Regions from separate parts of the Mus musculus genome. Here regions 1, 2 and 4 are each linked to region 3. A link is a contact called in public HiCAR-type and HiChIP or PLAC-seq data. All regions are on one chromosome and are shown on one strand. The core of a region is the stretch at or near the end of the contact, and the rest is flanking DNA. Distances in the headings are between cores, read along the strand shown. Region 1 holds the start of Hmgxb4 (HMG box domain containing 4). Region 2 holds the start of Mcm5 (minichromosome maintenance complex component 5). Region 3 holds the start of Tmem38a (transmembrane protein 38A). Region 4 holds the start of Isx (intestine specific homeobox).

Evidence for each region. HiCAR-type assays count read pairs that join an accessible place to other places. HiChIP or PLAC-seq counts read pairs in DNA pulled down with a chosen protein or histone mark.
Region 1: an RNA polymerase II HiChIP or PLAC-seq map of embryonic stem cells shows a contact between it and region 3, with 11 times the contacts expected there. The contact joins the promoter of Hmgxb4 here to the promoter of Tmem38a in region 3. A contact is called at or near these places in 6 of 39 promoter capture datasets (the 3T3-L1 cell line, cranial neural crest, embryonic stem cells and 2 more), 1 of 484 Hi-C or Micro-C datasets (uterus), 15 of 115 datasets of contacts at active chromatin or transcription factors (VIP interneurons, astrocytes, differentiating embryonic stem cells and 7 more) and 1 of 9 other capture datasets (embryonic stem cells).
Region 2: a HiCAR-type map of astrocytes shows a contact between it and region 3, with 9 times the contacts expected there. The contact joins the promoter of Mcm5 here to the promoter of Tmem38a in region 3. A contact is called at or near these places in 1 of 39 promoter capture datasets (embryonic stem cells), 6 of 115 datasets of contacts at active chromatin or transcription factors (astrocytes, embryonic hindbrain, embryonic stem cells and 2 more) and 2 of 9 other capture datasets (adipose tissue and embryonic stem cells).
Region 4: an H3K4me3 HiChIP or PLAC-seq map of embryonic forebrain shows a contact between it and region 3, with 6 times the contacts expected there. The contact joins the promoter of Isx here to the promoter of Tmem38a in region 3. A contact is called at or near these places in 2 of 39 promoter capture datasets (embryonic stem cells and hippocampal neurons) and 3 of 115 datasets of contacts at active chromatin or transcription factors (embryonic forebrain, forebrain and stem cell-derived neural progenitor cells).

Annotation. Positions count from the first base shown.
Region 1 is chr8:74,992,111-74,995,184 of GRCm38.p6, reverse strand. Hmgxb4 (HMG box domain containing 4) reads right to left here and starts at 1,535. Exons shown (of 11, transcript NM_178017.2): 1 at 1,436-1,535.
Region 2 is chr8:75,108,234-75,110,987 of GRCm38.p6, reverse strand. Mcm5 (minichromosome maintenance complex component 5) reads right to left here and starts at 1,479. Exons shown (of 17, transcript NM_008566.3): 1 at 1,367-1,479; 2 at 1,114-1,288; 3 at 772-898; 4 at 560-688. The coding sequence starts at 1,280.
Region 3 is chr8:72,570,304-72,573,353 of GRCm38.p6, reverse strand. It overlaps Tmem38a (transmembrane protein 38A), which reads right to left and starts at 1,531. Exons shown (of 6, transcript NM_144534.2): 1 at 1,127-1,531. The coding sequence starts at 1,250. Smim7 (small integral membrane protein 7) reads left to right here and starts at 2,306. Exons shown (of 5, transcript NM_172396.3): 1 at 2,306-2,350; 2 at 2,439-2,480. The coding sequence starts at 2,325.
Region 4 is chr8:74,871,727-74,874,849 of GRCm38.p6, reverse strand. It overlaps Isx (intestine specific homeobox), which reads right to left and starts at 1,676. Exons shown (of 4, transcript NM_027837.3): 1 at 993-1,676. The coding sequence starts at 1,209.

The DNA.
Region 1 (3,074 bases), core at 286-2,785, 2.4 Mb before region 3:
AGTTAAAATCTTCAAAGGTAGAATTTTGTTATTTTGGAAATTCAAAGCGTTAACTATAAAAAAAGTTTCAGAAACTAAGTTTTTGGAGGTAATCTCAGTTCCAGCAATCGCTAATCGTTATCATCATCCCAGAACAGATCGGAGAATTGAAAAAGAAAGAAAATCCACCCAGTAAACTGGGCAAGGAAGGTCTGTCTCCTCCAGACGGGAGTTTCCTCCAAGGCTGTTTTTAGGAACTTAGATTGCCAGTCCATGCAGTCAAAGGAAGAAACACATCCAGCTGTTGGCAGATTCTGATATTTTGTTGCTACTTCTAGGATAGCACAGGTGAATTCTTACTTCAGTGGGTTTCCTTCCTTCTTGGATCTGTTGGAGTTCTTGCCACACCCTTTTCCAAGGACCCACCTATGCAGCACTCCAGCCCCTGCCAGCTTCGCAACTTGCAGAGATCTCCATAGCCAGAAAGGCGCACTGAATCTTCTCACTGCAATGCTAACTGGAACCACGACCACTGCACAGATTGGCTGATAACATACTCGGTTCCACGAGTTCAGCGATCCAAATTTTGACAAGCCATAATCAACAGGCTTTACTTTGGATGCAGTTTTTAAAAATGTATTTTGCTACGAGGGTATAGAATCAGCCAGTACTGGAAACAAGGGTGGGGTGGGTGGGTGGTAGACATATCTTGTCTGCTATATGATATAAACTAAAGTGAACCTACAAGTAGTGGTTGTGGAGGGGGAAATGGGCCTGTATGGAGATGACTCCAATTAAGAAGGCATGTTCAAACTGAGTCGCACGCAAAGAACACACACAATACGAGATCGTTTATCCATACAGTCCCCAAGACCACCGTTCCCGGGGTCCCCGCTGTGATAACCTCGGCAGGTCTGCTGCAACCGCTAGTTCAACAAAGCTCTGCGCAGCGCAGGAAGCTCCGGGCATCCTCTCCCGCTCGCCGCTCACCGCGCGCCCAGCCCTCCCGCCCGCCGGCCCGGGACCTCTCTTCCTGACAGCCCCAGGTAGCCCGCGCCCCGGCTCCCATGCCGCGCTCCGCCCGACCCGTGTTCCCACGTCCCGTCGGCCTCCGGCGCCCCGGAGCGCCCAGACAGCGGCGCAGGGGGAGGGGCGGCGCGGGCCGCGGGTCCCTGGGGCGGCCGCACGCCCCCTCCCGGCCCCGCAGCTTTCCCGCCTTCCCCGTTTGAACAGCTCCCGCCGCCTTCCTCCTGCGGCCCGCTCGAGCCCCTTCCCCGGGGCGGCTGCAGCCGCTACTCCAGTTCCCGGCTTGGCCCCCGAGCTAGGCCGCGGCGGGCCTGAAGCGCCTCCCGGACGGTGTCGGGGGGCCGGAGCGGTGGGCGGAGGCCGGGCGGGGCCGTTGCCGCCCCGGGGTGGGGGTCCGGACGGGTCTGGTGGGGGCTCCGCTCGCCGCTACCTTCACTCGGCTCGCTCGGATCCCGCCTCAGCGCCGCCGACGGCCGCCATCTTGGAGAAGGAGAGAAAAGCGCGAGCAACAAGGGCGCCTCAGTCGAGCCCAGAGCGCAGACTCCTACTGCAGCGGGGCTACCGCGCCGGCGAAAGAGCGTCGAGCGCATCGAATAAACCTGCTTGTTGAGCGCGGTCGCGGTACCGTTTGAGAATACACTCCTCCGTTGCAGGTTTAGTCTAGAAATCTCTTCTCGGTCTAAACAAATAATTTCAAAAGTCTCCTGTTTATTCTTCAATAAAAATATCTTTCTGTAAAGAAATTGCGAATAAAAAATATCAGGCAATTAGATTAATGTAGCCAAACACCTGCCCCAACCCAAAGTCTTTACAGCTCCGTAAACTTCTATGCAATTAGAACAGTCGTTCTGAAGCAATGGAGCTTGGCTTTGGATTTTATACGTTCACTGTCAGTTACAATTTTATGTACTTATCTACCACGTGCTTATACAAACCTCGAAAATTTCATGACAGACTTAAAATTAGACAATTAGCTTTGTATTCTCTTTTAGGAACTCATGGGTCCTTCTCCGCAATCTCGGTCCTTTCTGGTCACCTAATAGTAGCCCTTCTTGTTCTCCTTTTACCCCTAAATCTTTTGTATTTAAGACAGAATGTTATGCTGTTTATTTCAAGACAATCTGTTCTTTGCCGGACTCAGAGCGATAAGGGTTAATAGCCGTATTTATTTGTAATTTAGCATTTACATCTGGAGAGTAGCCCAGGTGAAGTGGAAGACCATACACTTGTAAGACAAGCTGTTTTCTCACCAAATTATTACACCGCTCACACCAATTTTTGTTTAAGTGTTAAGAGGACTGGTGAATTGGTTCAGTGGGTTAAAATATTTTACACCAAATCTCTGGGTATGTGTTTGACACCGGAAATTTACATGGTGGAAAGAGAGAACTGATTCATGCAAGTTTGACTGCCACAGGAATGTCCCCTAAAAACACACAAAATGGAAATAAATAAGTTACTCTTTCTCTAAGAAACAGGAGAAAACAGTTTCTTCTGATTTATTGAGGAGAACTCAATAAATCAATAGCATTTACAATTTCCAGAGCCTGGTTTAATATAAAGACTCTGTTTTTGTAGCATAGTGTAAGTATATAATAGCCTTCTGTGTGAACAGTGCTCACTCCATCAGGGCAACCAGAAGCTGGTGCCCTCCTCACTGAAAAGACCCAGCCTTCATCTGCTCTAGGGAGGAATTTCTCTTCTGTTTTGCTTTGTCAAAGTCACAGGAGGTAGGCAGTTTTGGCGGGAGGGATGGGTGGAGGAAGCAGCCCTGGCTGTCCTGGAACTCATTATGTAGACAAGGCTTGCCTGAAATTCACAGAAATCCTCCTGCTTCTGCCTCCTGAACACTGAGATTAAAATCATGCACTACTATTAATTCTTATATATAAATATAATTAGATCATGTTCCCTCTTTTCAACCCTTTCCATTTATTTCTCTCAAATTCATGGCCTCTATTTCTTTAACTGTTGGTGTGTGTGCACATGCTCATAGAAGCCAAAGGAATACACCAGATTTCCTGGAGATGGACTATAGACAGTCATGAACTGTACAGTGTGAATGCTGG
Region 2 (2,754 bases), core at 230-2,729, 2.5 Mb before region 3:
TAAAGGGCTTAAGCCTTAATTATGATTCAGGCTTAAATCAAGGAATGACTTGTACCAGAGGACACCTACGAGATGATTTCCATTGGTTTCCCTGTTGCAATCCTTCATTAGACTGAGTCTGGTGGAACACTCTTCAAGGTTTTGACCCGACTGGCTACACATCAATCAATTTCAGCTCCAACAACACTTCCTCTAAAGTATTCTTCCTCAACTCTCTACCCTCTCAGCAATAGCCACATTGTCCCCACGTTCTTTTCTTTTCGAGACAGGGTCTCATGTACACCAGGCTTCTACTTCTGCCTCCCAGTTATGGATGGCATTTACTATTTTTTTAGTCTCCCTGATGGATAGGAACTCACTGTTGTTCTGCAAGACTCAACTCTGCCTTCCCTTTAAGACATCAACCCCATTGAGGTAATTTTACACAGGATAAAGACTAAGTTAAGTCAAATGTCTTGGTCAGGGTCACACATCTGGTGCTCCAAGCTACCTGTCTCAGACGCCTTCTGCACCACACAGCGGCCATGCCACCCTGACTAGCCATTCAATAAACTCCTACCTTCAGAATCCGAATGCTCGACGGGCTGGCATCTGACTTGAGCATGACCTGGATGTCTTGGAGCAGCTCATCTCCAGCTGGCCGGGGCCGGGTCACCTCATCTGCCACCTCCTTGGCAGCTTCCTCAAGCTGAAGAAGAGGAAAGGCATAAGCTGCTGGTGATGATGGGGCAGGGCCCGGGTTTAGGAGGCTCTGAAATGGGTGCTACTCACCAGCTGTAAGTGCTCGGCCGGCTGTTTATGCAAGTGGTCAGCCAGTTCCTCGTCAAAACTGGCCAGGTCCTCCATCTCCACCTCGATCCAGTATTCACCCAGGTTGTAATGCCGCTTGAGTTCATCTCTTTAGTGGTCAACAAAGGGGCAGAGGGACAGGAAGGGTGCATTGAGGGACCGTCAGCAGCAGTGCCTGTGCACCCCGGTCCTCACAGGCACCAATGCCCCCACCTCTCTCAAAAGACACCTAATTGTAGACCACTCTATCCTAAATTTAGGCCTGAAGAGGGACTGTCAAGAAAAGGCGTCCCCCGTAAGAATGGTTCACGGACACTGTCGCACCTGTACTTGAAGGTGAAGCCCGTGCGATCGGTGCCCACTCGGTACTGTCTCAGGAACTCCTTGAATCGCCTCTGCAGTTGCGACTTGCGGGCCTGGCCCTCTTCCGCACCGGGGTCGCCACCGAAGCTGTCGCTGTAGAAAATGCCCGGGTCGTCGAAGCCCGACATGACTGTACCTGGGTCAAGGGAGACAGAGAGCTGAGCACCCCGGGGCGGCGGGAGCTTCCCTAGACGGGGTCCCGCAATTCCCTCACCTCACAGCGGCGCGCCACACGAACCTCAGCCCTCCTAGAGGAAGCCGACTTTCGCGGGAAAAACCAGCCTCCGCGTTTGTCCACCGCGGTCTCTGCGCTCCTATTGGTTCGTTCAGCGCCGCGGATAGCTATTGGACTGCTCTGCGCCGGTTGAGTCCCGCCTCCAAGGCCTGGTTCCCAAGATGATTGGCTGTGGCGTCTTGGTGACGTCACGAGTCAACTCTTTCCGGTCTCCATTTTGTGAGGCTGGACGTTTTGGCGCGAAAGTTCTTGGCGCTAGCAGCTAACCGAGCAAAGATGGCGGAGAGGCTCGGGAGCTTTGTGAGCGTTTAAACCTTAGGCCTTCGGAGAAAACCTAGCCCAGTGGCGCAGGTCTGTCAGCCCCGCTCCTCGTAAAGTCTAAGCAGGAGGATCGCAAGTTCAAGGCCAGCCTGGGTGACTTAGGGAGCCCCTTTCCCAAGTAAAAAGGTGGGACTTGAGAGATGGATCGGTGGTCAATAGCGTTTGCTGTACTTTTAGAAGACCCAGTCTCTGTTCTCAGTACCCTAGTCAGGGGCTCAGAACTGCCTGTGACTCCTGCTCCAGAGAACCCAATGTCCTCTCCTGGCCTCTATGGGCCACGTACATGTTAGATGTAGAGAGAGAAAGATATATGTATCTGTACATAAGTACACTTTTTTTTTAAGTAAAAGGAAACGGACTGGAGCAATGACTGAGCAATTGGATACAGACACATAAATAAAAAGTAGACTTATCAGCCCTCCCCCATATCTGCTAGCACTAGGGAGGCTGAAGAAACCCTGCCTTTAAAATAAGTATATGAGAAAACCACCCCTTTCAGAGCTGCTGTGAGAAAGCAGTATGCCTGAGGTGTACTCTTGCTCCAGCCCGGCAGGAGGTGCCAGAGTGCTGTCTCCGCAGCTTTGGGACCAGGTGGCTCACCTTCCCCTACTCAGATAGTACCAAAGCCCAGGAAGCCAGGGATGTTTTCTTTCATTCAGATTCAGACGAATAATTATGATGACTGTAGAACTTTTTTAATTCCTTGGCAATGCTTAAACCATGCAAAATTCATGGCCAAATTCCAAATGGAAATCTTGGGGGGGGGGGGAGGCAGATTTAGCATAGCAACCTTAGTGTAGATTTTCCTTTGAGTTCCTCCCATCCACACGAACAAGTGGAAACCTATTGCTGCAGCAACCATTCAAACATATATTTACAGAGAATAAAGTTTGAGCATTTTTGCAATTAAAAAAAAATACCAGGTGAATCTAAGACTTGGTTTTCTCAGCATTTCATGGTAATCCCTGTGTGCCAAGACAGGTTTAACACATTTTATTTTAGATTGCTTTATTTGCTTCTTGACCAAAATCGAGGCTGTTCTTAAC
Region 3 (3,050 bases), core at 282-2,781:
ATAACTAAAACTACAGAAGACAAACACGACACATTTGCTTACACTGAACTTGTAATAAAAATAGAACGCTCCAGGGAGGCATTTATTTATTTATTTATTCATTTATGTAGTCACTTATTTATGTTTGTTTTTGAGATGGTCTGTAGTCACACTGGACAAGAACTCATCAATAGCCCTGGCTGTCCTGGAATTAACTTGCTTTCCTCCTTTCTCTACGTTCTACGTTCTGGGGTTAGAGGCGAGCTACATTTGTCCTCATTAAAGCAGATTTGGAGGAGGGGTGCGGTAGCAGCAAGATGACTCTGCTGGTAAAGGAGCTTGTCTATGAATTTGACCACCAGAGTTTGACCAGTGACCCCCGTAAACTGTCCTCTGACCTCCACACATACCCACAACACAGAGATAAGTAAAAGTAATTAACTTTTTTTTTTTTTAATCAAAGAAGTAGGGTCTATCCTCCTCTGACTCTTGAAAGGAAGCTGACCCAAAGTTGCCCTGTCCTGGAACGGTTTAGGCTCCATAAGTGGGAAGGATCCCAGGCCCGAGCTGGCCCAGCTGGCATGTGAGAAGGGAGGGAAGAAGATGCCAAAAGATGCAGTACAGAGGGGACATGGGTGTCACTTTCCCCCGAACCTGATCGCAGCACCCAGCATGGCCAGTCCTTATATAGTCACCAGGCAGTCAATTCAAGGGCGTTAAGGGAGGTCATGGCAGCTGACGTCCAGAACATCTGACCCTCGCCCAGGCAGGTCCGATCCTTGATTTGGAACCTTCGCCACCATCAATCCCCCTTGCCCAAGATTAAGTTCAGGAATCCTTGCTCTAACCTGACTCTGGCCTTTTCGTTGCCCCCGCCCTCAACCCCAACCCCGCAGCACCTGTCCTCCTAACCGTAAACAAGAGCGCTCCTTTTCTTCCCTCCCACCTCATTTGCAGCCTCCTTTCCACAGCGCCTCTGTCCCCAGGGTTCGCTCCTCCACCTGCGCGAGCGTGGGAGCACTCCACGATCTCAGCCTCTGCCTCCTCCCCCATCCAGCTCCAGGATCTAGCCTGTCTCCTCCTTTCGTCTCCATCATCAAGCTAGGGGCAACCTCCCTCCTGGTAACTCCTACAATCCTCGACTCACCTGGCTCATACTTCAGGTAGATGATGGAGACGATGAAGTAGCTGAGGTCGAAAACAGGGAAGAGCGGCACCCGCGAGAAGCTGAGCGCTAGCTCGCCCAGGCTCAGCGCTGACATCAGGTCCATGGCGATGGAGGGCGCCTCCCCGGCCCCGTGCGTCCCGCGCCCCGCTGCCCGACGAATGCTCCCTCGCCACTGAGCCCGCCCCACTGCCAGGCACCGCCCCCCGCCTGCCCCCACCCCTCGGGAGAGGAGGGGTGGTGGGGGACTCCTAGCAGCCGGGAGCCCAAAATGCGGGGCCGTAGGGACGTCAGAACTCGTTCAACAGAGCCAAAAAGGCGATCTGTCCCCTGCATCCAGCACACACAAGAGGGAATCTTGTCCTTAAACATCTGCGTAGTTAGAATCCTGTCCCTTTTCCATGGGACTAACCAATTCAGGACCCCTATTTCCCTCAAAACCCGCGCCCTCGGAAGATCTCAGCCAAGAATATCATGTTTCATTCCTGAGGATCCAAAGTCAGAACCCCGCCTCCCACAAGGGGACCTCAACCAAACCCTCACGTTCTGTTTGGTTTTGTCTCTCTAAAAGGCTCCACAAGTCAGAACCCTCCTCTTTGTGGACCCCAGCCCAGACTGGATCCACTAAGTTAGGACCCTCCCGCTTCAGGAGGCCCCACAAGTTAAGATCCATCCTCTGTAGACCTTAATCCAGGCCTTATGTTCTGTAAGTCTGTCCGGTCAGGACTCTCATTCTCCGTGGGGTTACTCGAGTCAGACCTGGGAGGTCCGTGGGAGGTACAACTCAGGCAGGAGGTCATCCTGACTCTATGCACTCTGAGCCGGGATCGCAGTTCTCCGTGGGGACCCAAGTGGAGTCCTTTTGGAGTTCAGGCATCTGCCGCGCCCATATCCATATCCAAGCCGTTCACGGGCGGCTCAAGGGTCAAGGGCGCAATTTCTGTAGCCCGGAATCCATAGCCCAACCAACCCCCGAGCGGCATCAACAGCAGGGACCAGCTGTGGCACGTAACACTGAGCATGCGCGCGCGCACCCCAAGCTCCGCCCTGTAGGTGACATCATGCTACATCCTCAGTCGAACCCAACCAATGCTGATTCAGAATTGGTCAGTTCTCGTTCCACTTTCCGCCCCTCATCACGGCTTCCGTTTCCGGTTTGACGGACGCCTTGGGTGTAAGGATGATCGGAGACATACTGCTGTTCGGGTAATATGAATGAGGGGTGTTAGAGGTCGGAGAGTGGCAGTCAGAGGGGTGGGGGTGACCCTTACTGACCGTTACTGTCCCTCCGCAGGACGCTACTGATGAACGCCGGGGCTGTGCTCAACTTTAAACTGTGAGTAGGCCGCGACAGGCGGTGTCCCAGACAGCCAGGCCCTCCCACAGCCAGTCCCCGCCCACACCCTTGGTCACCGCCAGTCCCGCCCTGTGCATGCTCCACGCCCCACTAATCCTACCTCTAGCCACGCCTCCGCGCTGCTTCACCAGGCTCTGACAGTTCTGTATCACTCCAGGATCTTTAAATCTGTACTCTCTAGACCAGGGAACGGCTCAGCGGGCAGAGGCGCTTGCTGCCAAGCCTGACTACTTGAGTCCGATTCCCGGATCCCCCATGGTAGAAATCCTGTTGATTGTCCTTTTGATCTCCACACAACTGCTGCGGGATGGCACACTCATTCTTTTTTTTTTTTTTTTTTTTTTTTTTGGTTTTTCGAGACAGGGTTTCTCTGTGTAGCCCTGGCTATCCTGGAACTCACTCTGTAGACCAGGTTGGCCTCGAACTCAGAAATCCGCCTGCCTCTGCCTCCCAAGTGCTGGGATTAAAGGCGTGCGCCACCACGCCCGGCCCGGCACACTCATTCTTACTTGCAGATTAATATTAAACAAACAAAAAAAAATCTGCACC
Region 4 (3,123 bases), core at 427-2,926, 2.3 Mb before region 3:
GAGAAGCAGCCAGCTCCCCTGCTGCTTAGGCTAATGCCACTTCTGGATCTTCTCTTTGCCTGGAGCTGAGCACAGCCCCTGTAAGGAACCTCTGTGGGAGGCTAGCTTGCAGAAAGGCTCTGTGTGGGAAGGAAACGCTGTCAAGGACTCCCCTGAGCTATCTGCCCAGCATTTTCTTAGATGAAAGTGTGGAAAGGGGTAAGAGCTGGGTCTGATGTGAGACACTCCTGGCCTACAGACTCCTGACCAAATGGTCTTTGAAATTTCATAAGCACCAACATCACTCCCCACCCCACCCCACATTTATCGAACTGTTTCACAGAGTAAAGCTGAGATCAGAGAGGACAGGAACTCATCTAGAGTCACACAGCTCCCTAGCTCTTACACCTAGGGTATCCACCACCCTGAGTGGATGCTGGCTTGAATGAGAGCCTGACAACTATCTGCTTACTTATTTAGGTGCATTCCCTCTGGTGAATACAGACTTGGGTTTGGGGACTCTGTGAGGACAGACCCCGACAAAGTTTCAGCTACTAGAAGCCATGCAGGCTGAGCTCAGCTCATGGGGAGAATGTGCTAGAAGTAAGGCTTTGGGGTTCCAGGCCCTGAGTTCAGATTGTGACTTCCAGCTTTATAACTTGGTAACATTATCCATCTCTTTTCTTATTAGTCCAGTTATCACAATCTCTGTCCAAATGGAAGGAAAGTGCCCACCACCTCATCAGTGCAGAATGAATGTGACTGATAATTCCCAGCCATGGCCTGGTCACAAGGATAAGCTCTGGGCCCCTGCACATCACAATGACCTGAGCCTATGTGTTTATGCACTCTGAATACCACAGTTGTATATTAGACTGAAAGGCTTAAAAAGCAACTTGTTTAAGACCTACTATCCCTTTGGATGTCACAGCCCCCCTATTTTATTGACAGAGATCATTTGAGTCTCCCACCCCTTCCCCAAGAACAAAAGAAAATGACCAGAAATCACTTACCTTGGGGCTGATCCTGTGGGGGCCTCTCCAGCTTGGAACCTGGGATAGTTGTCTGCCTGGAGTCCTCTTTACAAATGCTTTGTGGTCTGGGCAAACTTCTTCTTTCTGTGGGTTTCTTCAGGATTGCCTCAATGGAGAAGGACAAGCCCAGATTCTCTGGGGCTTCACAGTATCCTGAACTCTTCTCCATGTCCCTGTGGATCGTAGGGCCTGCCATGGCCTAGCCCTGCTGCTAGGAGGAACACTCTGTGTGTGCCCAGGGAGATGCCAGCAGAGGGTGGTATATTTTCTTCCCGGAGCTTCTGGGGACACAGAGGTGGTGATTGGGAATCCTGATGCTGGGTAATTCAGCCACAATTCCTTGGACACAGGGACTTCCATGGACCTTGAACACCTTTAAGACTAGGAGGTGGCTTCCAGCAGAAGAGCTGGTAGGCACTTGTCCTCTATCCACAGGTCTATAGTTGTCACCAAATAGAGGTTCAATTTTCCAGAGAGGATCTTCTTGGTGGTGGAGGCTTTCACAGTTACCAGCCTAGGCAAGGATCCTGGAGCGAACTGAGTAATGGTACCAGAAAACAAAGAGAAAACAGGCAGGGTTGGTGGGATGAGGTTTGGAGCCAGCATCCACCTTTGTCCTCTCTCTGACTTGTGTCCCCTTCCTGCTGGCTTCAGGCAGTCCCTGGGAGGCTAGGCTGCCACCTATGGGCCCTAGATGGCCAAGTGAACCCTGAGCCTCTTTGTGGCTGAAAGGTCTTCTCAGAGGCCCTTCTGGACTTCCTCAACCCAGCTTCCAGTCTCAGGAATGAGACTTCCAGGGCTCCTGTGCCTCTGCAGATCTTCAGGTAGAGGCTAAGGTCGATGCTGGCTCCCTGCGGGGGTCTGTGCTCACTTTTACCTCAGGCCTGTGGTCTGAGGCCAGTGCTCTCTGGGCTGGTGTTGGCTTTATTCTGTTCTCTTCTCCCTGACTTCCAGTCACATAGTAAATTCTTTAGCCACTCGTTTCTCCTTCTTTTGGGGTTTCCTTATTAATTTTTCCTGCTTGATCACCCTTTACTGTCTTCAAGACAGCCACAAAGATTCCCAGTCCAGTAAACTCTGGGCTTGGAGCTGACAGTCACTGCTCTATCTTGCCAGGAATTCTGCTCAGAGAAATGTGTAACCAAGGAGGAGGGTGGGCTGATAAGGGAAACAAGTCCCCACCCTAGGAGATGGGATGGGATGCAGGTGTTGGGTGGAGAGCTGAGGGAAACAGCCAGGATTGGAGGATAGACACAGGATGCCTTGCAGAGGCGTGGTGCTGAAGAAATGGCCAGGTGGAACAGAAGAGCAGAAGGTGGGGGAGGAACGGCCAAGGCGCAGCGAAATGTGTTAAAACACTTAGGAGAATTTGTGGGATTTGCAGAGGTTTATAGGGTGAACCTGGGTGTGATGGGTGAGGCTCAGCCAGGGGTAGTCCCTCACAGATGTGTTTCTTGGCTTACCAGTGCTAGAGCAGGGAAGGCATTCTAAAGCGTGTGTAGGGCATATGGAGAAACCGAGGCTCAGAACAAAGGGGTACAGGGGATGGAGTGACAGGAGGAATTTAAGGACTGTCCTGCGAAGCCTCAGAGTGTTACAACACAGAATGACCAATGCCCTAACCAACTGTGAATGTGAACCTCATGTTAGAATGCAGACCTCTCTACAGGGGGATGTGGGGTAGGCACAGTTGTTCCCCTTTCTTTGAGTTGGAGGGGGAGGAGTTAGAAGACGGAGGACTTCCCTGAGATGGGGAAACAGACGAAGAGGTCCTGTTCAGGAGCAGATCTTCTGGAAGTGCCAGAATCTCTGATTTAGTGGGGAGAGATTAGGTTCTGCAGTGATCTACAGAGGCTCATGCCAGCTGGAAGAAGCAGGGATTTTCCAACAGTGAAGCCGCCATCTTCTGATTGATTGATTGCAGGCTCCAAGGGAGGGGCGAGAGCAAAGTGGAGAGTGTTAGTGAGTCAGAAGCCTTAAGTGGTTTATGGGATGTCTACTCCTGCTCTGCAGGCAGCCGAGTCACATGATTGGCTCTCTGAATAGATCCTGGTGCTTTCCTCAAAGCCTGAAACAAATTCATGAAGACAGCAACCAGTCTGGTGTTCTT